Linked DNA regions of Zea mays: region 2 is linked to region 1. A link is a contact called in public Hi-C data. All regions are on one chromosome and are shown on one strand. The core of a region is the stretch at or near the end of the contact, and the rest is flanking DNA. Distances in the headings are between cores, read along the strand shown. Region 1 holds the start of LOC100275272. Region 2 holds the start of LOC100277288.

Region 1 (4,935 bases), core at 2,079-4,578:
CCTACTGTGTGCACGTACGTACTCCCCTTGATCGGAACCCTAAGCTAGTTAAATACGAGCCGTGCAGCTCTCTGCACCTGCTGCTGCTGTTTGCTTGTGTCCGGAATCCATGCAGAGCTGTACACACCACGGACAAAGCGCATGTGAAGGGCGCCACTTTTCATGGCAACATTATTATATGGAGTGGAGGCGAGTTCTTCTATGTGGCAGGACGCGAGCGATCCCAGATTTGCGTTAACCCCTGTTTGGTAGTCGTACGGCGACGGAATCGCCTCCGTGAGAGGAGAGGATCGAGCAGCGTTGATCGACCCTGTCGGTTCGATCTGCCTGGCAGGGATCCAAGTCGAGCCACTCGCATTTTTCGACACGTAGGTAGATGTTTCTTGCAACTGATGAAGCTTAGAGAAGCGACAAAGTTACTTCGCGGTGAAGAACGTGATGACGGTAAACTAGAAAATAAAACTGAACCCTTGGTTGACAAATCGATGATTATCTTATTCAGCAAGGAACGTACAGAGGCGATGAACGTGATCAACATCGGCATGCACAGCTGATGAGACGTGTACGTACATAAGCTAGCTAGCACATGGACAGCACAGGTTCTTAGATATTCGTACCCCGCGCGAATAGTTTTGACAGGTAACATGCACTACGAGGACCGATGGGCCCCCACGCTCAATAAACAAAAGATGAAGGAACCCAAAAAAAAAAGATGAAGAAATGTTGTGACGCAAGGCTTACGCTAGCGTGACGTATAGAGGGCGGAGGGGAGGCAGCTCCGACTCCATCCACGTCCCAATCGGCGTTGGGCAAATGAAATAATTTCGGATAAGCAGGACGCGTAGTACACCACAACTTGTGTCGTTGTGCTAACAGACACAGCAGCGACCTGGCCTGGCCTGGCCTGATCAGGGGCCCCAGGCCATGCACGGGCGAACGGACCGTTTCGCCACCCCGCCGCAGCCGTCCGATCGCGCGCCGCGACGCACGGCCCGGCCGCGTGCTCCCCCGCCCTACCAGACGTGTGCCGGTGGTCGTTGCTGTCCGTGCCTCTCTTCCCGGCCGAGGTGGTCGTTGCGTGTCGCGCTTGGCGTCCGCGCCTCACCAGAAAGTCTCTGGGCTCTGGCGCGCGCGGTGGCTGGCGAGAGAGTTCGGAGCTAGCTCTCGCAATCGGGGGCAGGGCACGCACGGTCGTTTTCAGGTAGGTTGTCACATGCGCGGCCGGCCTGGCCTAAGCTGCCCCCTTGCGGTCGAAAGGAAATAGACACAGCGGTGCGGGCCGTCGCGCGTCACGAACACGGCTGTCGTCTCGTCGGGTTGCCCTTGCGCTTCGGCTGTCAGCCTGTCACCGCGAGGCTTTGGTCTAGAGCAGTCGAGCTCCAGCGGTGGCCCGGGCAGTTCGCCTAAGCAATTAGGGACAGCCGCGCCACGCCGTGGCCCATGCGCGCGTTGGTGGGCGGCCGGCGCCGCCGTGGAGCCTGCCTGGCTGCCTCTCCATTCTCGCTGGTTTATCGGCTCTTTTTTTGCGTCATTTGTCTGCGCGGGCCCCAGGTCGACCGCGGCTGCGTGCTTCGGCGCCCGGCGGTGGTCTGATCGTGATAGTTGCGTCTGCCTGGCTCGTGGAATAGCGGCAGTCAGAAGAGTGATTTGATTGCTTTTTTTCTAGTACGATTTGGTACGTATGAGTATATATGTGTGTGGACTAGTCTTTAGGACTACGATTCTGCTACCATGTCTACTCGGAGTTTGTTGAGACGATTATTCTACGGGTTTGTGAATCGCGAGTTGTCTTCAGTCTTGCTACTTCAGGTATGTACTCGCGGAGGCCAGTAATACCGTTGCTATACGTACGTCACAGTAGCCATTTTCAGCGTAGCATGTGGCAGCATAGAGATAATTAGCACCGGTCGAGGGCCGAGCAAGGTGGAGTGGTGGCGGCGCTGCCCGCCAGGGACTCGACGGGGAAGCGAATACGATGCGTTTGGTTCTCATGGGCCATGGGCCACGGCTATGGTTATCCGCATCCAAACGGCATTCGTCCAACTAAACCCAAAGCATCTTGAATCCATTTGAGATTTTGGATTATCCAAATCCATTTCCAGGTCGAACTGGTACCTAAAGCAAATACTAACATAAACTTTTTCCTACATCAAGCTGGCCGCTGAACGCACACCCAGTACGTAGGACCAGGCTTGCTTCAAAAAAAGTTCGCACAGCTTGAGAGCCTCTGACGCTCAGCTGCTGGTCCCTCGTTTACGTGCATAGATCTTATCTTGCTAATTGCTCCCAGTCGTAGGCCATGTCGGTGTACTAATTGCTCCCTTCTGGTCATGCATAAACCACAACTGTAACCCTCTCGTGTACATGCATAGATCTTATCTTGCTACTCGAGAGGAATCTTGTGGCCTGGCAACCATTTGGCCATTTCTCATCCCCCTGCAGACTGCAGTGCAGAGCAGCCAGCAGGGCTAGCATCAGCTAGATCACTATTATTCATCACGGCCACAGCCCACAGCCACGCACAACAACTGCACGGCAAAGAAAGTCCCTTTTCCCCCCAGTTCATCATTGCCTTTTTATTGGCCAGATCAAGATATGTACACCATCTCGGAAATAAACAGAGAAGTTTTTTTTTTTTTGGATCGATGGATCCAAATGGCAAATGCCAGATTAAAATATGTGACATTTCAAATTTGGTACGCAACCATTGGGCGCTCATTTTGGCCCAACCAATCGGCAGGTTGCGACCCGGGAAGAAAAGAGAGGCCGGAAATCTGGCGGCAGCCCTAGCTATACAAGCAGACGGTGGATGGAGTACAGAGCACTAGACATACTGTACGTACGCATGCAGGCGGCCTAGCTAAAAGCATTCCTCCGGGATGCTCTGCAGCGCCGGCGACCACCGGCCTCGGCGCCTCCCGGCCGCAGCCTGCTTCTTGGCGTGCTGGCGCCTCAGCAAGCTCACGAGCTGCTCCAGCGCCGGCGGCAGCGCGGCGAAGGCGGCGCTGCCGCCCCCGGCGACGGCCGCCGCCACCTGCTTGAGCTGCTGCTTGCTGAGCACGATCTTGACGCGCATCGCGCCCTCGGCGGCGGCCGCGGAGTCGGCGATGCTCGCCCCCGTGGACTGCTCGATGGCCGTGGCCGTCTTGGTGTCCAGCTGCAGCCGCGGGCACCTCACCAGCTTCCGCCCGTCCCTCCAGCTGCACGTCGTCGCCGGCGCGGCAGCGGCCTCCAGCTCCATGGATGTCCCGATCTGATGATCTGTTGTCTCTCGCTCTTGCTTGCTCACCTAAGCTCTGTCTCCTCCTGCAGGTCTCTAACTCTAACGCCAGTAGCTAGAGAACAACGGACGAGTATATATATAACACTTGTGCGTGTCCAAAGCTAGGGTTTGTTTTTTATATATGGAGGGGTGGTTATGGTTTACGAGTGAGACAGCTCAGAGGTGACTGTCCATGTAAAGATCGGAAAGGGACGCAACAGGTGGAATCTTTTCCATTTCCACGGGATTAGTTAGTTCACGATCGGTTGTTTAAATACTGCGGATATACAGATACGGATGGTACTTGCAGCGTGTCAAACCCTACGATGCATGGGCAGTCGGAGGGCCCCACACGCGTCACATGCCACTGGAGAATTTATCAAGACTAGCACCAGTGCGTCCCTGCAGGTCTGATCTGGATCTCTCGTCACCTTTACAGGTGGACTCATGTGCCTAGCTTCTCGCGATCAAAAACGCTAGCACTATGGTCTATGATGCATCCCACAGAAGCACAGCTTTTATGTTACCAGAGTTATTACGTCTTTCTTTTTTTTTCTTTCCCATAATTATAGAATTTCTTCCTTAATATCTTAAACATGGAAGCAAAGTCCAGCGGTAAAGAAGTCCTTAAATACTACATATCGGCTTCGGAACCAATTGGCTCCCTGGCAAACGAACTTGACCATGTACTAATACTAGTGATCTTTTCTGAAGAAACGAGGCAAGAACAGCCTCATCCAACAGAGGTACTGCGAACTTAAGAAACCTTGCTTTACTGCTAACTAATTCTGATTCAAATATAGGTCTTCCTCGGAACTAGAAGAGGTTGCAAAAGAAATTTCTTCTTCACACGTCATGAACAAAACTAAGAAAACAAACCAGCCGATCGAGAAGAAAGATTTCCTATTGCCCAGGACAAGACCAACAAGATCGCTCGAGCACAAGGAAAACCAGTAAATAAAAAACTTGTGAGCACAATATTTGTAGACAACTTTGGTCAAAACAACTATTCAAATCTCTCTTTGAACCCATGATGGTCAAACTAAAACACCACAAATATGAAATTTGTTATTATTCTCTTCAATAGCCAACTCTAAATATCAGTGATGGCATTATAACCATTGCAAAAGATCACGACTGCACAGGATTAAGACCTTCGCGGTAGGCCTTCACCCACGAGGGCTACTGTTGAGGTTTTCACTATAGTTAAAGGTGCACTTCCATTCTTTCGAGCTAACTAATGATTGTTTGTTTGGCTTGTAGATTTAACATCACATTAGATAAAGCAACAAAGTTATAACAAAAGAACAAATCAATTCACTCAGGTGTGAAGACTCCACCCTTCACCTGAAGACCTTGTCGGCAAAGGAAAAATACGTAAATCTTCATCTACGAAGCCCCAAGATATGGGAATCCCTTCATCCGCGAAGACTTCGCACCACGTTAATGATCTACAAAGCCTCAATATAAAGAATTGTATCCTCAGGCAATGAAGCAAAGATGACAAAGAATCTTCTCTAGAAGTACAAACATGCCCGTGAAGACTAAACACAACTAAGGACTCGATGACTAATAAAGATGGATATTGACCGAATTGTCCTTGAGCGGGCAAGCAATTATAGCCTTATAGATCAAGGGTATTTAAGTATTTGTATAAATACCCCTCACATTGT
Region 2 (5,039 bases), core at 2,106-4,605, 580 kb after region 1:
ACAGATTTCAGTTACTCCCGGTAGCAGTGTATGTGTATGCGTCCTAGATGTTCCTCCTGCTGTGCACGATGGGGGATACGATGAAAGGACAAGATTTTCACTTCGTGGAAAAAGCTTATTTTGCTGTTAAGTGCCAACGTACTTCATGCATCCAGTGCTAATTTCAATTGTGAATTGGCCCCTTGGCCCTTCGAGACAGGCCAAGCAGCTAGGACAAACGGATCAATTCGAGTTTGTACGCTCGTAATTTCGGTTCCCTTTTCATTTGGAAGGCCAATTTGGATACGCAACTGGGACAAGTTGTATCACCACTTGTCAAGGTGTACTCAATTCAGTTCCCCAGAATAAAAATGTGACTTCACACGACAGAACAAGCGGATAGTGAAGAAAATTCTGTTCTATCTCAGCACTGCAGAGATGCAACATAATTTTTGCTCTTTCCACCCGCATCAGGGTGGCCGGGTGCAAACTTCAGCAAATATTGCTAGCATCTAGCATCACCCTAACATCTTATGAGTGGTAGATATGAAGGGGGCTGGCCTCGAGCCTCTCCTACCTCTCCTACGTCTGTGAAACTATATTGAATATAGAGGTATATTATAAAGGAGAAAGGAGAAGAAGAAAAATAAGCTCCCACTCATTTGGTGAAAGAGGTGGAGAATAGAGGAGAAGGAAAGAGAAAGAAAAAGAGAGGAAATTAAACCTTTCTAAAGCTACTTTGGGAATCTCGTATCCACTTCGGGATTGGAGGCGATTATAGTGGAAATGAGTTAATTTTCTCTTCAATTATCTTCAATCCCGAAGAGAATTTAAATTTCTAAACTAGCCCACACTCATCTCTAGGAAATTAGCCTCCCTTTGTCCATTTCTCGATCCACCTGATTCCTATCACATCATCATATCGAATGTTTTCTGCGGATAAAGGTTAAATAAAAAGATACTTAATTCATAAAATTACATTAATTAAAAAAATAAAAATAAACAATCCATAAAACAAATAAAAATTATCTTGCTTAAAAAATATAAAAATTACATAATTCATAAAATAAAATCTACTTCAAGGGCGTAGATTCTAAACATACTCTATTAAATTATTTTAGATTTGATTATGTATTGAGCTAGCATGTGGTCTCATGTCACATGATGGCCGTAAAGCCCTTTTAAGAGTTACAGTTGGTGTTGCAAAAGAGGAATAGACTACCTCATGATCGTCAACGTCATATGATCCTCCACGTTCATTCTTAATGATAATATTGTGTAGAATGGTATATAAACATATTATCACACTCAGTACTTGGTGGAAAACACAAGATACGGGGTAGCGAAAATATAGAATCGAGCCTCTAGGGCCTCAAATGCTCTCTCTACGTCCTTCTGTGCGCATTCTTAGTATATAACAAATATCCGCTGCTTTAGAGTCTATGGGAGGGGAATGGTCTTCACAAACACCGACTACTGAGGGTAGATACCACCAACGAGATAATACCCTTGGCTGTACTCGTCACCATTCAACGTGAAGTTCATATTTTGTGCTTCACCATTGAGCACGCCAGTGAACAACAACGACTGTTTGAGCGCGTTGACGTCGTTATTCGACCCCAACGTCCCAAAAATGCATGCCATATCAACAAGTCATATGAGAAAAACACCTCAAGCATGATCGTTGGGGATCTAATGTCCCCCTCTGTAAATTGCCCTCTCTATCCAATCAGATAGTTCCTACACTTTCAACGCATGCAATCTATACTCCCCATCATATCATGAAACCCCTTTCCCCTTAGTTAATAGTCATATGAGATTGCTAATAATGGGACGATGACTATACTCCTTGCTAAAGCATGAAATAATACCTGTACATAATAGTTTGAGGCACTTTAAGGTGAAACTTTTTCCTATTTTGATGTACTCATCAATGGAGTGAACAACTTTGGTTGCTCCACACACCTTTGGGGCCACCTTCTCGGGTTGCCATCTTCTCTCATATGTTGTTTGCGTCATTTTCTTTCTTCCAATTGCCCCTTTTTTGACCCTTTATTCTTATAATCTTGGCTTGGCTTGTTTATCCCTATAGGCATGCACATGAAAATGAAAGTTTGCCACCATAGAATTATGTTGATAGACAACACATTCCCTAATTATTACCTTGCAATCCAAGCATGCATATTGGGAATGTCACAAAATTGGAATAAACAAAACTGATGTCATGATGGGAATGTCACGTCAACAAAACTACTCACTAAAACCGTCTAAGGGGTTACTAGCTTGGTTTTATAAAATGGAGCAGGTTAAATAACTGATTTTAAAGGTGAGGGGTACACCTCGGTCATGTAGATTTTTGGAGTTATTTGCCCATTGGTCAGTATCAAAGGGGGGTTTCACCCAAATACCATCACGGCAATGGGCTTCGCCACTACGCCATTTTCAAACTTCATTTCACAGACAAAATGCCATTTGTACTCTTGAGCACATTATTAGACTCTTTTTACCATCTTTTACCCTTGGCAAAATAACGATGTCAACACTCATCGTGAGAACTTGCTATTTGAAATCAGCGTGTATGAAGTGTTTAAACTTGCTATTTGAAATCAGTGTGTATGAACTTGCTATTTGAAATCAGTGTGTTTGAACTTGCTGTTTGAAATCAGTTTGAAATGTGTCTGTTTCAACTTACTGTATACTGTTTGTATTGTGTACGTTTGAACTTGCCTTTTGAACTGTGGACATCTCTAAAATCTATGGTTTTTGAGTTAGCTGTGAACTTCCTGCTTTCTGTGCCAGACAACTAGCTAGCTGGCCAAGTGAAAAAGACGAACTATGCTTGGTTCTAAACTGTGTGCTTGAGGACTATTAACTGTGCTTGGCCAAATGCAAAAGACGCACTGAGCGTCAGGCGTCGAGTACATTGCGCCAACGTCCCTCTATTTCTCTGTTCCGAAACGTTGCGCCAGCGTCGAAACCGTGTATAGGTAACGGCGTTAATGACCGAAGGGCATAACTGGAAATAAAGAGTTGAGATTAGCATCCAGGTTAGTCAATAGGAGAAAATAGCCTTTTGTCTGTGAAACAAGAGATAATTAGATTTTTGCCACTCACAATGTTATCTTCTTGTTATAACTATCACCGTGTCTATGAATTGTGGGTTCAACTGAGTGTCTGAGTCTATAAAATGTGGACTTGATGGTGACAAATATTAGAATCTCTCGTGAAACTATGTTTGAAAATGGCTTAGTGGCAAAGCTCATTGCCATCAGCCATGACGTTATTTGTGCCAAGCCCGTCATGACATTAATAACGGCAACTAACTCGCTCTAAAAAAATAAAGGGTCCTTCGCTCCTTCGGTCGCAGCCTAGGAAAAAAAAACGCATAATTTCAGATTGAGATCGCCATGGCCGCCATGGGATGGTCCGACCTCCCCTCCGAGCTCCTCACCGACATCGCCGGTAGGATCAACGAGCTCGCCGACATCGCCCGGTTTCGCTCCGTCTGCTCGTCATGGCGATCGGCGGCGCGGGACGCCGTGGCCGCCCCGCCGCCGCAGCCGCCGTGGCTTCTCCTCCCGTCGTCCCCGTCTCGGCTCTTCTTCTGCCCCCGGGAGGACCGAATCTACCCAAACCTCCGCCTGCCCCACCCCGCCGCAGAGGTGCACCACCGCCGCCCCCGCCCCCACCTGTACGCGTCCCCGCATGGATGGGCGCTCGCCATCGACCCGACAGATCTGGCTGCTTCCCTCGTCCATCCCTTCACCGGCGCCACCCGCCCGCTCCCGCCGCTCCCCTTCTTCTTCGCGGAGACGGAGGACCTGGCCTGGGACTGGTCTCCGCACGGCGTCATGGCGTCCAGCGGCGAAGGCCTGCTCTTCTGCGCCGCCGATCCGACGACAGCCGCCTCCTGGTCCCCGATCCGTGCACTGTACGATTGCAACGCCAGCAGCATCAACTACGCCGGCGGCAAGTTCTTCGTCTTCGAGGAGGACGTCTGCCGCACCACCATCGTCGACGCGGTCACCCTTGCCATCGCCGCCGTGATCCCGGCCCCCGCCGTCGAGCTCCCCGCCGAGGCGCGCGTCGCTGTCGCCGGCGACGAGCTCTTCCTCCTCGTCAAGTCAAAGTGGATGTACCTCTTCAGCGACGACGTTGACTTCTCGAAGGCCTTCCATGTCAACCACCGCAGCGTCAATTCAGCCTGGCAGGAGCTCACAGGCATCGGCGAGCGTGCGCTATTCGTAGATTCCCACCACGGGTTCGCAGTGCCGACGGCGGGGTTTGGCAATCTCGAGAGCAACACAATCTATTCAGTGAGCAGCAAGAAGGTGAACTACAGCGTTTCGGCATTTAGCCTGGAGACCCGTACCTCGAAGAAACTTGCGTGCCGCCTCAACGACCAGGAGATGGCGATGCGTGGTGAGATGCCATCGTGGATCGTACCAAGATTGGATGAAGTCTGAATCTGCAGGGTTGGGAGATTCATCATTGTTGTGCAATCACTGTTGATATATGGTTCTAGGTAATTTCTTCGGTATCCTTGCAGTTCGAACCAGCAATAATCCCTATATAAGTTCACTCCTGTAAATTCTTGATTCTGTCGTTTAAAGTTTTCTTGATAATCATGCAGTCCAGTAGATTTGGGTCATATTTGTAGGAAAATTGCCTTCAAATTCAGTATACTGTGTTGATGTTCTAGTTTAATAAAGGATTGTATGTTCTGTTCATTCTCAAGCTTAAATAAAGGTTTGCCATATCAGAGTTGAGCGTTTTAATTGAGCTTAATATTTAATTTGAGACTTGAAATTTGATTGTAATCCAGTATTATGTGAATCAAAAGCCTTTCTTTTTTGTTAGGCTGTCTCCAGCAGTTCGTATATATATAGTTGTGCAAAATACTGTTTTGCATTGTAGAGTGTAGACTATACTATTTGCAGAATGAAGTTTAAAATAGGAGATAAGATGGGTAAGCTGCTGGAGAGTGGAGACAGACTTACATGTGTGATTTGTCGTCTGATTGTGCTAGATTTTGGTGTAGCTTTGCGGTTTGGTATCCG

What was found. A called contact is a pair of places that touch in the nucleus more often than the background predicts.
Region 2: a contact with region 1 is called in a Hi-C map of ear, with 1.7 times the contacts expected there. The contact joins the promoter of LOC100277288 here to the promoter of LOC100275272 in region 1. A contact is called at or near these places in 2 of 25 Hi-C or Micro-C datasets (ear and tassel).

What each region holds. Positions count from the first base shown.
Region 1 is chr5:197,900,445-197,905,379 of Zm-B73-REFERENCE-NAM-5.0, forward strand. LOC100275272 reads right to left here and starts at 3,329. Exons shown (of 1, transcript NM_001152147.1): 1 at 2,536-3,329. The coding sequence starts at 3,241. The coding sequence ends at 2,861.
Region 2 is chr5:198,481,649-198,486,687 of Zm-B73-REFERENCE-NAM-5.0, forward strand. LOC100277288 reads left to right here and starts at 3,356. Exons shown (of 1, transcript NM_001150898.2): 1 at 3,356-4,735. The coding sequence starts at 3,387. The coding sequence ends at 4,445. It overlaps LOC100274361, which reads left to right. Exons shown (of 1, transcript NM_001156021.2): 1 at 1-116.